Linked DNA regions of Sus scrofa: region 1 is linked to region 2. The links are chromatin contacts, called in public HiChIP or PLAC-seq maps. All regions are on one chromosome and are shown on one strand. The core of a region is the stretch at or near the end of the contact, and the rest is flanking DNA. Distances in the headings are between cores, read along the strand shown.

Region 1 (5,316 bases), core at 1,332-3,831, 43 kb before region 2:
AGATGTGTCTCTGGTATGGTCAAACAGAGTAAGTACAATAGCTGGTCTATATGAACATTCATTTTGGCCAGCCTAGAAATACATACAGTCTTAGCCTGTAAAAACTAATTATCTCTAGATTCCCTGGTGGCACAGAGGGTTCAATCCCTGGCCCAGGAAATGTCCACATGCCGCAGCCAGAAAAAAAAAAAAAAAAAAGACTAGTTATCTCTGCCAAGCTTGATGGAAAAAATCTTTAAAATCATTTTTTTTTTTCCTCACAAAGCAACTCTCTCTAATCTTAACTGAGTTTTGTAAGTAAGCTTCCTCAAGAAAAGAAAATAAAGCGATTAACAGGCAGGAAAGTCTATTTATCTTATGATAACCTAATATACAGTGGCATTCCTAAAAGTTTGGTTAAAGCAAATCAGTTCAAGAGAATAATCCCAGGTTGAATGAATGAAAACTGGCTCCTAAACTTCCATTTATAAAGAAGAACCTAGAACAGAGGAAAAGTAGGACAACCATAAGGGCTACTCTCTTTATTCAACTTAATCCTTGAAAACTCAGAGATATGAAATAAAGCCGTAAAACTAAGATCAGGCCAACCTGGTCTGAAATGCTTCTTTTATGCTTTTATCTATAGAAGCTTACAAAACACAAACTATAAACTTGAACAAATATAGTTAAAAGAGCCAAGGCCTTAGAGTCAGAGGCCTAGAAGTAGTGGTCTTTCCTTTTCAATCAATATACGACATCACACATCTCAAAAAGAATTTGACAATGGGAGAATATTGGACCAGGAGTCTAAAGATCTGGATTATCTAAGGCTTCCTTGCTAATAATCCTTGTCCCTGTCACCCTACATTCCCCCCCACACCAAGCATTTTGCAGGTTCACACATCAGTATCACCAGTGTCTACACATTAGCTATTAGCGTTCTTGTTGAGGTGCAGTGGAAAGGAATCCGACTAGTAACCATGAGGACATGGGTTAGATCCCTGGTCTCGCTCACTGGGTCAAGGATCTGGCGTTGCCGTGAGCTGTGGTGTAGGTCACAGACGAAGCTCATGGCCCACATTGCTATAGCTGTGGAGTGGGCTGGCAGCTGTAGCTCCGATTCAATTCCTAGCATGGGAACTTCCATATGCCATGGGTACAGCCCTAAAAAGCAAAAAATAAATAAATAAATACATGACTCCTATTCCCTGAAAGCATCATGCTATTTCTTGCTTCTGTGTCTTCACATATACTATTCCCTTGGCCTGGAATGCCTTCTTTTTTTTTTTTTTGTCTTTCGTTGTTGTTGTTGTTATTGTTGTTGTTGCTATTTCTTGGGCCGCTCCCTCGGCATATGGAGGTTCCCATGCTAGGGGTTGAATCGGAGCTGTAGCCACCGGCCTACGCCAGAGCCACAGCAACGAGGGATCCGAGCCACGTCTGCAACCTACACCACAGCTCACGGCAACGCTGGATCGTTAACCCACTGAGCAAGGGCAGGGACCAAACCCGCAACCTCATGGTTCCTAGTCGGATTCGTTAACCACTGCGCCACGACGGGAACTCCTGGAATGCCTTCTAATCCCTCCTCTTAGCTAACTTTGAAATGCAAGTTCTACCTTCCCAGATGCCAACCTGCCAGGAGAGGTTCCCCCTGTGCATATAGTCACATGGCAGTTAGCAAAAATGAACTGATTTACTTGTCTGTCTCCTGAACTAAACTACACAACCTGCTTAAGGGCAGAAACCATGTCTTATCTTTGTACTCCCTGAGTGCCAACACAAAACATCTCAAAAAAAAAAAAAAAAAAAAAAAAAAAAAGTAAATAAAGGCAGGAGTTCCTGTCGTGGTGTAGCGGAAACAAATCTGACTAGGAACCATGAGGTTGCGGGTTTGATCCCTGGCCTTGCTCAGTGGCTTAAGGATTCAGCGATGCCATGAGCTGTGGTGTAGGTCACAGAGGCAGCTCGGATCTGGCGCTGCTGTGGCTGTGGCGTAGCTCCGCTTAGACCCCTAGCCTGGGAACCTCCCATGCCGCAGGTGGGACCCTAAAAAGACCAAAAAAATAAATTAATTAATTAAATGTGGTATAGTCACATGAAGAAATACTACAGAGCAATGAAAATGAACAATCTATAGCTACACAAAGTAAATACAGATGAACTTCACAAACATGATGATGAGTGAAAGAAGCCAGACACAAGAGTATATAATGGATATGTGGTAACTACAGAAACCCACCACCTTTCTTAAATAAAACAGATAAGCACAGTTCTCAGTGTCAATAGAAAAGGCGTAACTAATACCTAGGTAACTTAAGAATACAAAACTTCAAATTATCCTGAACAAAACCTTACAAGGTTCCTTTTCAAAAGGCAGTGTTCTGCCTTTCCAAACTCCAGCAAGATTCCCACACTTTTTTTAACTTACTTTTTTATGGCAGGAAGAAATGACAGTTGCCTCTATAACAGGATCCAAGGCTCCTTGGTGGATGTCATTGTCACCTCTTCTTGTACCATCAGGTTGGTGCCCTTTTCTGAGCCTTATACCTGGCTCTGGAGTCCTGCTGTACTCCGATCGGTTTTCTGCTGTCTCGTTCATGGGATACCCAAGCCCTTCTTACAGAGAGGTCTTTCTGTCCCTTCTTCTCAGGAGGGTGGACTTTTAGGATAGTGAGTTGACCCTAAGGAGAGAAGTTTTGAATCAACATTTGAATGAGTTGTAGGGAAGACATAGGCTGTGTTATTATACACTAAAACTAGAATTTTCCGCAATTATTAGGAATAATAAATGTATTTAAAAACTTGCATTTATTGTTAAAAGACTGCCAAAATGTACTTATTCTTTATTTTTTGTTTTTTAGACCCACACCCGTGGCACATGGAGGTTCCCAGGTTAGGGGTCTAATCAGAGCTACAGCTGCAGGCTTACGCCACAGTGACAGCAACATCAGATCCGAGCCACGTCTTCGACCTACACCACAGCTCATGGCAACACTGGATCCTTAACCCACTGAGAGAGGCCAGGGATCAAACCTGCAACCTCATGGTTCCTAGTCGGATTCGTTTCCACTGTGCCACAACAGGAACTCCGCCAAAATATATTTTTAAATGAAAAAAAGCAGGCTATAAAAGATAACATGTATAATGTTCCCACACAGATTTTATAAAAATAAGTTTATATGTACGTGGAACAACTAACTGTGCTCTTGGTACAGGAGTACCCAGGGCAGAACCTAGGGTCTGGAGTAAGAAGACTTACTTTCCATCTTGTCCTGCCTGAATTTTTTTTTTTAACCATATGCCATATAATATTTTTTCAATTAAAAACATACCTATAACTGCAGAAAGAATGTAAGTTTTCCATATCCAACCTCATTTAAATCATGATGACTCTTCAGGGTATTTTCATTTCTACTTCACAGGCGAGGAAACCAAAATTCAACACACTTTTATGAAATAAGTAAGACAGTGTCTCTGACTGATGTGGCATATATTATTGGCAATGTTTTATATTTTAGGTTGCTTGCTTAATGTCTGCAATGTCAATATTTCTGAGCTGTTCTGAACTAACTCTAGACTACCCTAGAAGGCAAGAAACTGACACCAGAGCACACCGCTTTTATATCCCTGTGAGCTCCCAGAAAGTGTTATGCATATAAATATTTAAAGAATGTGACAAGTGGTATTTAAATGTTTTTAAGTGGTAAAAATACTTTCAGAATTCATCCATATTCCTCTAAATTGGATCTCATAAGTTTCCTAGTGGGTCAATAATTTTAAGTCCTTGGCCCTTTACTTCATAACTCATAGTACAAAAGCTTAATTTATTTTAGAGATTTAAGATACATATCCAAATAAGGTGATTATCACAGCCAATCCAACTAGAAAGACTAAAACATGAAGAAGCCAAGGTACATGTTAGGCTCATAAATCTCATGAGATTCAAAATTCTTAAGAGGGGAGAGGAGGAGTAGGGCAAAGTGGAAGGCCTGGATGCAAAAAAAAAAAAAAAAAAAAAAAAAAAGAGGGTAGGAGTTCCCGTCGTGGCGCAGTGGTTAACGAATCCAACTAGGAACCATGAGGTTGTGAGTTTGGTCCCTGCCCTTGCTCAGTAGGTTAATGATCCGGCATTGCTGTGAGCTGTGGTATAGGTCGCAGACGCGGCTCGGATCCCACGTTGCTGTGGCTCTGGTGTAGGCTGGCAGCTACAGCTCCGATTAGACCCCTAGCCTGGGAACCTCCACATGCCACAGGAGCAGCCCAAAGAAATAGCAAAAAGACAAAAAAAAAAAAAAAAAAAAAAAAAGGGTAAAAGGTGACTAAGAATTAACTGAAGAGTTTGAATTAGACTACTGTTTGTTTCATACATCATTTAAGTTTGCTGGAGATGTTCTCTAAAGTTTTTAGAAGAACAAATGCAGTCTTTAAGCATGACCAAACCTGGGCCTAAACCTATCACGAAGAGCCTGAGCCAGTGTATTATAATACTGAGGTTATAAACTATGCTACTGATGCCCATCTTAACGAGCAAACAATGCTACTGACTTAGATTTCTTTATTTACAGCTCACAAAGCTGTTTCACACTCATCATTTCATTTTGTTCCATATGCTAACATTTATTGCATATGGACTCAATTAAAAAAAATTTGGGGGTGGGGGGTGGCCACACTGTGGCATACAGAAGTTCCTGGGTCAGGGATCAAACCACAGCAGTGACAACAACAGTCTTAACCTCTGTGCCAAAAGGAGAACCCTGAATTAAGTCAAATTCTGTACCAGAGAATTTACATGTGGTATCTCCCATATCCTTCACTTTACAGATGTGGAAACAGACTCAGAGATTAGGTAACTTTTCCAAGGCCATTAGTCTGTTGCTAAAAGCAGCTGGAACAACGAACTGTCCAGCCAATTGTGTTGCTAAGAAGAATAAAAGATAAAGTATTTGGGGAGTTCCCATTGTGGCGCAGTGGAAACAAATCCCACTGGGAACCATGAGGTTTCAGGTTCGATCCCTGGCCTCACTCAATAGATTAAAGATCCGGCATTGCCGTGAGCTGTGGTGTAGGTTACAGACGCGACTCAGATCTGGCATTGCTGTGGCTGTGGTGTAGGCTGGCAGCTACAGCTCCAATTAGACCCCTAGCCTGGGAACCTCCATATGCCGTAGGTGCGGCCCTAAAAAGACAAAAAGACAAAAAAAAAAAAAAAAAAAAAAAAAAAAGATAAAGGATTTGGGACTAGGCTTCAATTTGCTCTAAGATTCTTAACAGTAAAAAGGAGTGAGATGGGAGATGGAAAGTGAGGCTTCAGGAGTTCCCTGGTGGCACAGCAGG
Region 2 (5,855 bases), core at 1,893-4,392:
CAGTGACCCAAGCAGCAGCAGTGACAACATTGGAGCCTTAACCTGCTGAGTCACAAGGGAACTTCAAAACCTGCTTTTGGTTTGTTTGCTCTTTATAATGATTATTTTTAAGTAGTATATTCTAATGGTTAAGTATATATATACACAGTAAGGGAGTTCCCGTTGTGGCTCAGCAGGTTAAGAACCCGGCTAGTACCCATGAGGATTCTCTTGCCTCGCTCAGTGGGTTAAGGATCCAGCGTTGTGTGAGCTGTGGTGTAGGTCACAGACATGGCTCAGATCTGGTGTTGTGGCTGTGGCTGTAGCGTAGGCTGGTGGCTCCAGTTCAGCCCCTAGCCTGGGAACCTCCCTGTGTCAGGAGTATGGCCATAAAAAGACCCCCCCCCCCAACACACACGTAAGAATATGCACTGAAGATAAGCCTCCTATCTTGACTTTACTTCCTGGTCCCCTCCCCAGTGGCCTTCTTTCCAGAGACGGTTCACAGATAATAAGCACATGGCTGCCTTTTTACGCAAAAGATTTCATCTCATACCCACTGATCTGAACCATGTTTTTTGAAAAAAATACAGAAAAGTAAGACTGTAATATGAAAAGTTCCCGCCACTCAGAGCTGATTAAAAACTAGCTATATTTTTCCCCCACAAAAAAAGAAATGTTACAGATAAAGTTGAAATTTTCTGTGACCTTCACAGGCAATCCTGTACCCCACCTCCCCTCCCCAGAGCTGAGCACTGTCAAGAATTTGCTAATCCTTTCAGTAATTTTGTTACTTTCACATACATACATATGTATATCTGTGAAAAACACACAGTATCATTTTGTGTGATTTTTTGCTTTCTAGGGCCACTCCCAAGGCATGTGGAAGTTCCAAGGCTAGGGGTCAAATAGGAGCTACAGCTGCCAGCCTACACCACAGCCACAGCAACATGGGATCCAAGCCACATCTTCGACCTACACCCCAGCTCATGGCAACACCAGATCCTTAACCCACTGAGCAAGGCCAGGGATCGAACCCGCAACCTCATGGTTCCTAGTCAGATTCGTTAACCACTGAACCACGACGGGAACTCTCCTGTGCATCTTTAGTAGGGCTTTAAAGTGTGATACTGGGAGTTCCCACTGTGGCACAGCAGAAACTAATCTGGCTAGTATCCATGAGGATGTGGGTTCAATCCCTGGCCTCTCTCTGTGGGTCAGGATCTGGAGTTGCCATGAGCTGTGGTATAGGACAGATGCGGCTCAGATCCCGTGTTGCTGTGGCTGTGGTGTAGGCCAGCAACTGTAGCTCTGATTCCACCCCTAGCCTGGGAATGTCCATATGCCAAGGGTGCGGCCCCCCAAAAAAAGTGATGATACTCATCGCTTTTGCTTCTTTCTCTTTCTCTCCTATCTTCCAGTTTCCTCTAAATGCCAGAATTAATCTGCTATCATTGTAACCCCAATTATACCTCATGTTTCTGGGTTTAGGGTCAGATCAACAGCTGGAGGTCACTCAGAGTTAATCCAGGTGAACCATGGAGGTTCAGCACAACCAAACGTTCTGGGTGGCCTGGAATTCACTTTGCCCTGGTGTGTATTTATAGGCTGTCCTAAAATTGCACCAAGTACTGGCACTACTGTTGTGACCTCTTACAACCTTGGGGTGCCCAGCACAACCTGGGCTGCTGAGACCACTTGGGCCCTGGTCTGACCTAACCCTAAGGCCATTGCAGGGGGTGCTGGCACAGGGGAGCTAGGGCCGTGGTGACTTTTCACTTCTTTCTCATTCTTTTTAGCTCCTTAAAATACTCCCATGGGAGTTAGGCTTCTCACAGTAAAAGGGAAAGAGAAGAAACAAAAATGAAGTGAACTTGATGCCATATGGAGTATTTGAAAGTTGCTAAGAGAGTAGATCCTAGGAGTTTTCTGGTGGCTCGGTGAGTTAAGGATCCAGCATTGTCACTGCTGTGGCTTGAGTTGATGCTGTGGTGCAGTGATCCCCAGCCTGAGGACTTCCACATGCTGTGGGGCCTGGCCAAAAAGAGAGAGAGAGTAGGTTCTAAGTGTTCCCTTCACAAGGAGGAAAATCTTTTAAATCTCTATAGGGTGATGGATTTAACTAAACTCACTGTGGTCATCATCTCACAATATGTGCGAGACAGGTCGCCATGCCGTTGCCCTAAAACTTACAGAGCACTGTGTGTCAATTACATTTCAAAAATGAAAAAGAGAGAAAGAAAGAAAGAAAGAAAGAAAGAAAGAAAGAACCCACTTCTTTACATGAAAAAATACAAAAAACAAAACAAAACAAAAAAAACACCTCAGTGTTCAGATTTCCAAACAATTTCCTTGCCCCTCTTTTGTTAAAAGATAAGCAGAAACAGTAGGTGTTCTGAGAGAGAAGATTTTTCTTAGCCTTTCTGGCCTGGACAGTGTCTGAAGTTGTGTACAGTGAACTTTGCAGAGGACACAGTTTCCCAAGATTGTTTAGCTCAGAGTGAAGGACATGGCACATGGGCAGGACATGTGACTGTCACGCAGGGCAGGTTCTTCGGACCAGTCACCCTGCATGCTCATATTTTGAGCAAACACTGGGACTTGGGTTTCTAAGCACAGCCAGCTTTGTAGGGGTGACACCCCAGTCACCTCCCTCTTCCAGCCGAGAGTCACCAGAACACAATGTCCCCATCTTATGAATGGGCATTGTTCTCAGAAAGAATTCCTAAATACTTTGTTTAGAACTGGAAGGCATTTTCCCAGATAAACTAGAGTATGCGTAATCCATACTATTCAGGGCAGCCCAAAAGGACCAACAGAAACCCCACCCTGAGTAGAGACCTGCCTCTCAGGAAACACCTTCCAGTTTGCAAGCTGAGGTCCTGGGACCCTTCCCTACCACCGCAGCCCCTCTGTGAGCAGGGCCACCAGCACGTCCCGGCACCAGGCTGGGCTGAGCCAAGGGAGGAAGGTGTTCTCTGCTGTGGCCTTGGGCCCCCCTGAGGACACAGTCCCGCCCTCCTGGTACAGACTGGTGGCCTTACTGCTTTGAGGCTTTGCGGACACAAGGGGATCCAGCAGTCAAGACAGACTGGAGGGCAGGAAAGCTGACATTCCGGTCCTGGGAGCTGGGGCGACATCTACAGAAGAGACACACTCTGGCCCTGGGGCTGATGTCCAAGGCCAGGGTCCCATTCATGGACCCAGGAGATGGGTGACCTCCTCTCCCCACCCTCATTCTCCCACCAGCTGAATTCTTGTCTTCTGAACTCAGATCCTGTGTGTTCACAGAGGGACAAGCAGTCAGCAACCTGTCCCCTTCCCTCAGGCCTCTCCCTGGTGACTGAAGGGAAGGGTGCTTTTTATTTTCTTGGCTGCACCCAAAGCATGCGGAAGTTTCCAGGGCAGGGATCACACCCACGCCACAGCAGTAACAATACCGGGTCCTTTAACCACTAGGCCACCAGGGAACTCCCTCCATTTTTTCTTTTCTTTCTTTTTTTGTTTTTTGGCCACAGGTACAGCAACACCGGATCCAAGCCAAGTCTGCAACCTACTCCACAGCTCATGGCAATGCTGGGTCCTTAACCCACTGATCAAAGGCAGGGATCGAACCCGCATCCTCATGGATACTAGTCAGGTTCATTTCCGCTAGGCCACAAAAGGGACTCCTCTTTTACTTTCTATGCAGTGGGTTAAGGCTGGGCAGGCAACCTCCCAACCCATCTCCTGGCTCCCACCCCTACAACCTTCCCTGGGTTACCTCAGTTCAGGCCTCTCCCTCCTCCTGCCACCCCCCACCCTCCAGGGGCCACGGTCCTGCCTGGCCCGAGGGCTTAACTCCTTATGCTGTGTTAGTTACATTGCCAGAACAAATTAAAATTTTCAGATAATCAAAAACAAAACAAACAAGCAAAAGGAACCCAACCGTTTTATGTAAAATGAACCCACCATGGGGCCTCTCTCTGTAATTCACACAGGCTGAGAATTACGGAGCTAGTTCTGCCATCCCGGCCTCACAGCGCCCGACTCAAGGCTTCCCCATCCCCTCTCTGTTTCAACATGTACACCAGATGCCCTTTCTTCACTCTGTGCAAATCTGTGTCCTTGGCTCTGCACGCCTTGATCTCTCACCTTAGATTCAGGACGGCCAAGTTCCTTCAGCTGTATGCCCCTATCAGAAGTTTCCTGACTCACCCTTCTTGTTCAAATTCACAGTGGCAAGATGGGGGAAGATTACTGTACACACCTGAGGCTCACAAGGAAACACACACCTCTGTTGCAGGTGACTACATCCTGTGATTACCCAGACATCCGCTGAGGAACCAGAAGGAGCTTGGAGTCGGTCAGCGTCAATTAGCAGCTGTGTGAGTCAGAGGATGTTACTCGACCTCTCTGAATCTTGTTTTCCCACCTGTAACTTGTGGATGGTAATGCCTACCTTGCAGAGGTACTGAGAGAATTATATACAATACATGCAAAGCAGCTGGTACAGTAAGGCCTCCACATGGTAGCTAGAGTTATTCCCACCTCGGCAGTGATGACCTTCAAACATGCAGAGAATTCGGCTACTTAAGAGCAAGGGCTAACCCATGCCACTTCCCGGCCTGAGCTCCACTGTTGTCACCCACATCTGGCATGCTGGCCAGACTAGGCACTCCCCTCATCTTTATTCCACACTCAACCTTTAAAAAAATAAGTAAAACAGGAGTTTCCGTGTGGCTCAATAGGTTGGGGATCAGGCACAGGTGGGTGCTGTGGCAAGGGTTCAATCCCTGGCCCAGGATTTCCTCAGGCTGCTGGTGGGGCCAAAAAAATTAAAACAACACTGAGGCTGATCTAATTCTTCCCAAATTGGTCCAGAGGAAAAATCTGAAGCTCCACTGGGCTGCCTGCAAGGACCATATACCCTTTTTTTTCTTTTTTTTCTCTTTTTAGGGCCACACCTGCAGCATATGGAGGAATCAAATTGGAGCTGTAACTGCCGGCCTACACCACAGGCAGGTGGGATCCAAGCCTCATATCTGTGACCTACAGGTCACGGCAACATCAGATCCCTAACTCTGAGAGAGGCTAGGGATCGAACCCATGGATGCTAGTCAGGTTCTTAACCCGCTGAGCCACGATGGGAACTCCCGCATGCCCAACTTTTTGAACCAAGGTGGGAGTCGCAGACCCTCAGCTGCAGCTGATGAAACAGTGACACCATGTGGCCTCACAGGAGCGCAGCGCAGCCCAGAACCGGCTCTGCGGGAGCCTGGTCCCAGCCAGGCTGGGAGAGGGGTTGGCTGTGTCAGGAAATGAAACATGAAGAAACAAAGCACCTTACACCTGCGAATGGACTCACATCCCACTCCCTGAATGCCCTTTCCGTCCACAGTCTAAGATTCCCAGGCTGGACAATCCATGCTCTCAAATCAGAAGGGACAAAAATCACGCTGGCCATTTATAAAGTCTCAAACACGTGCTGCCACTGCTCCAGAGGTCGTGGGACATTTACAGGAACATCTTGCAGTCCTTGTCCTACTCGGATATTTCTTTTTGGCAAAGGACTCAGACCTTGCAGAACTGGGATCCAGCGTTGTCACTACTGTGGCTCAGGTCACTGCAGTGGCACAGGTTCCATCCCTGGTCAAGGAATTTCCACATGCCCAGGGCATGGCCAAAAAAAAAAGAAAAAAAGAAAAACAACTTATGGTTATCAAAGGGGAGAGGTGGAGGGGGGATAAATTAGGAATGTGTGATTAACAGATACGCACTATCATATATAAGACAGACAAACAGCAAGGACCTACTATATAGCACAGGGAACTCTACTCCATATTCTGTAGTAACTGATATGGGTAAAGAATATGAAAAAGAATGAGTTTATAACT

What was found. HiChIP or PLAC-seq counts read pairs in DNA pulled down with a chosen protein or histone mark.
Region 1: a contact with region 2 is called in an H3K27ac HiChIP or PLAC-seq map of alveolar macrophages. The contact joins the promoter of ADIPOR2 here to the enhancer-like site in region 2. A contact is called at or near these places in 1 of 5 promoter capture datasets (liver), 8 of 47 Hi-C or Micro-C datasets (epiblast stem cells, fetal liver, heart right ventricle and 3 more) and 2 of 2 datasets of contacts at active chromatin or transcription factors (alveolar macrophages and skeletal muscle).

Annotation. Positions count from the first base shown.
Region 1 is chr5:68,780,064-68,785,379 of Sscrofa11.1, reverse strand. It overlaps ADIPOR2 (adiponectin receptor 2), which reads right to left and starts at 2,581. Exons shown (of 7, transcript NM_001007192.1): 1 at 2,411-2,581. The coding sequence starts at 2,581.
Region 2 is chr5:68,737,483-68,743,337 of Sscrofa11.1, reverse strand. No RefSeq gene overlaps it. Among named protein-coding and RNA genes, the nearest start is that of ADIPOR2, 42 kb to the left of the region's middle. Within about 2 kb of position 3,142, at least 21 of the 83 cell types and tissues checked have an H3K27ac peak or open chromatin away from gene starts, as enhancers often do. A contact at or near this core is called in alveolar macrophages, fetal liver, liver and 2 more, where this site is marked.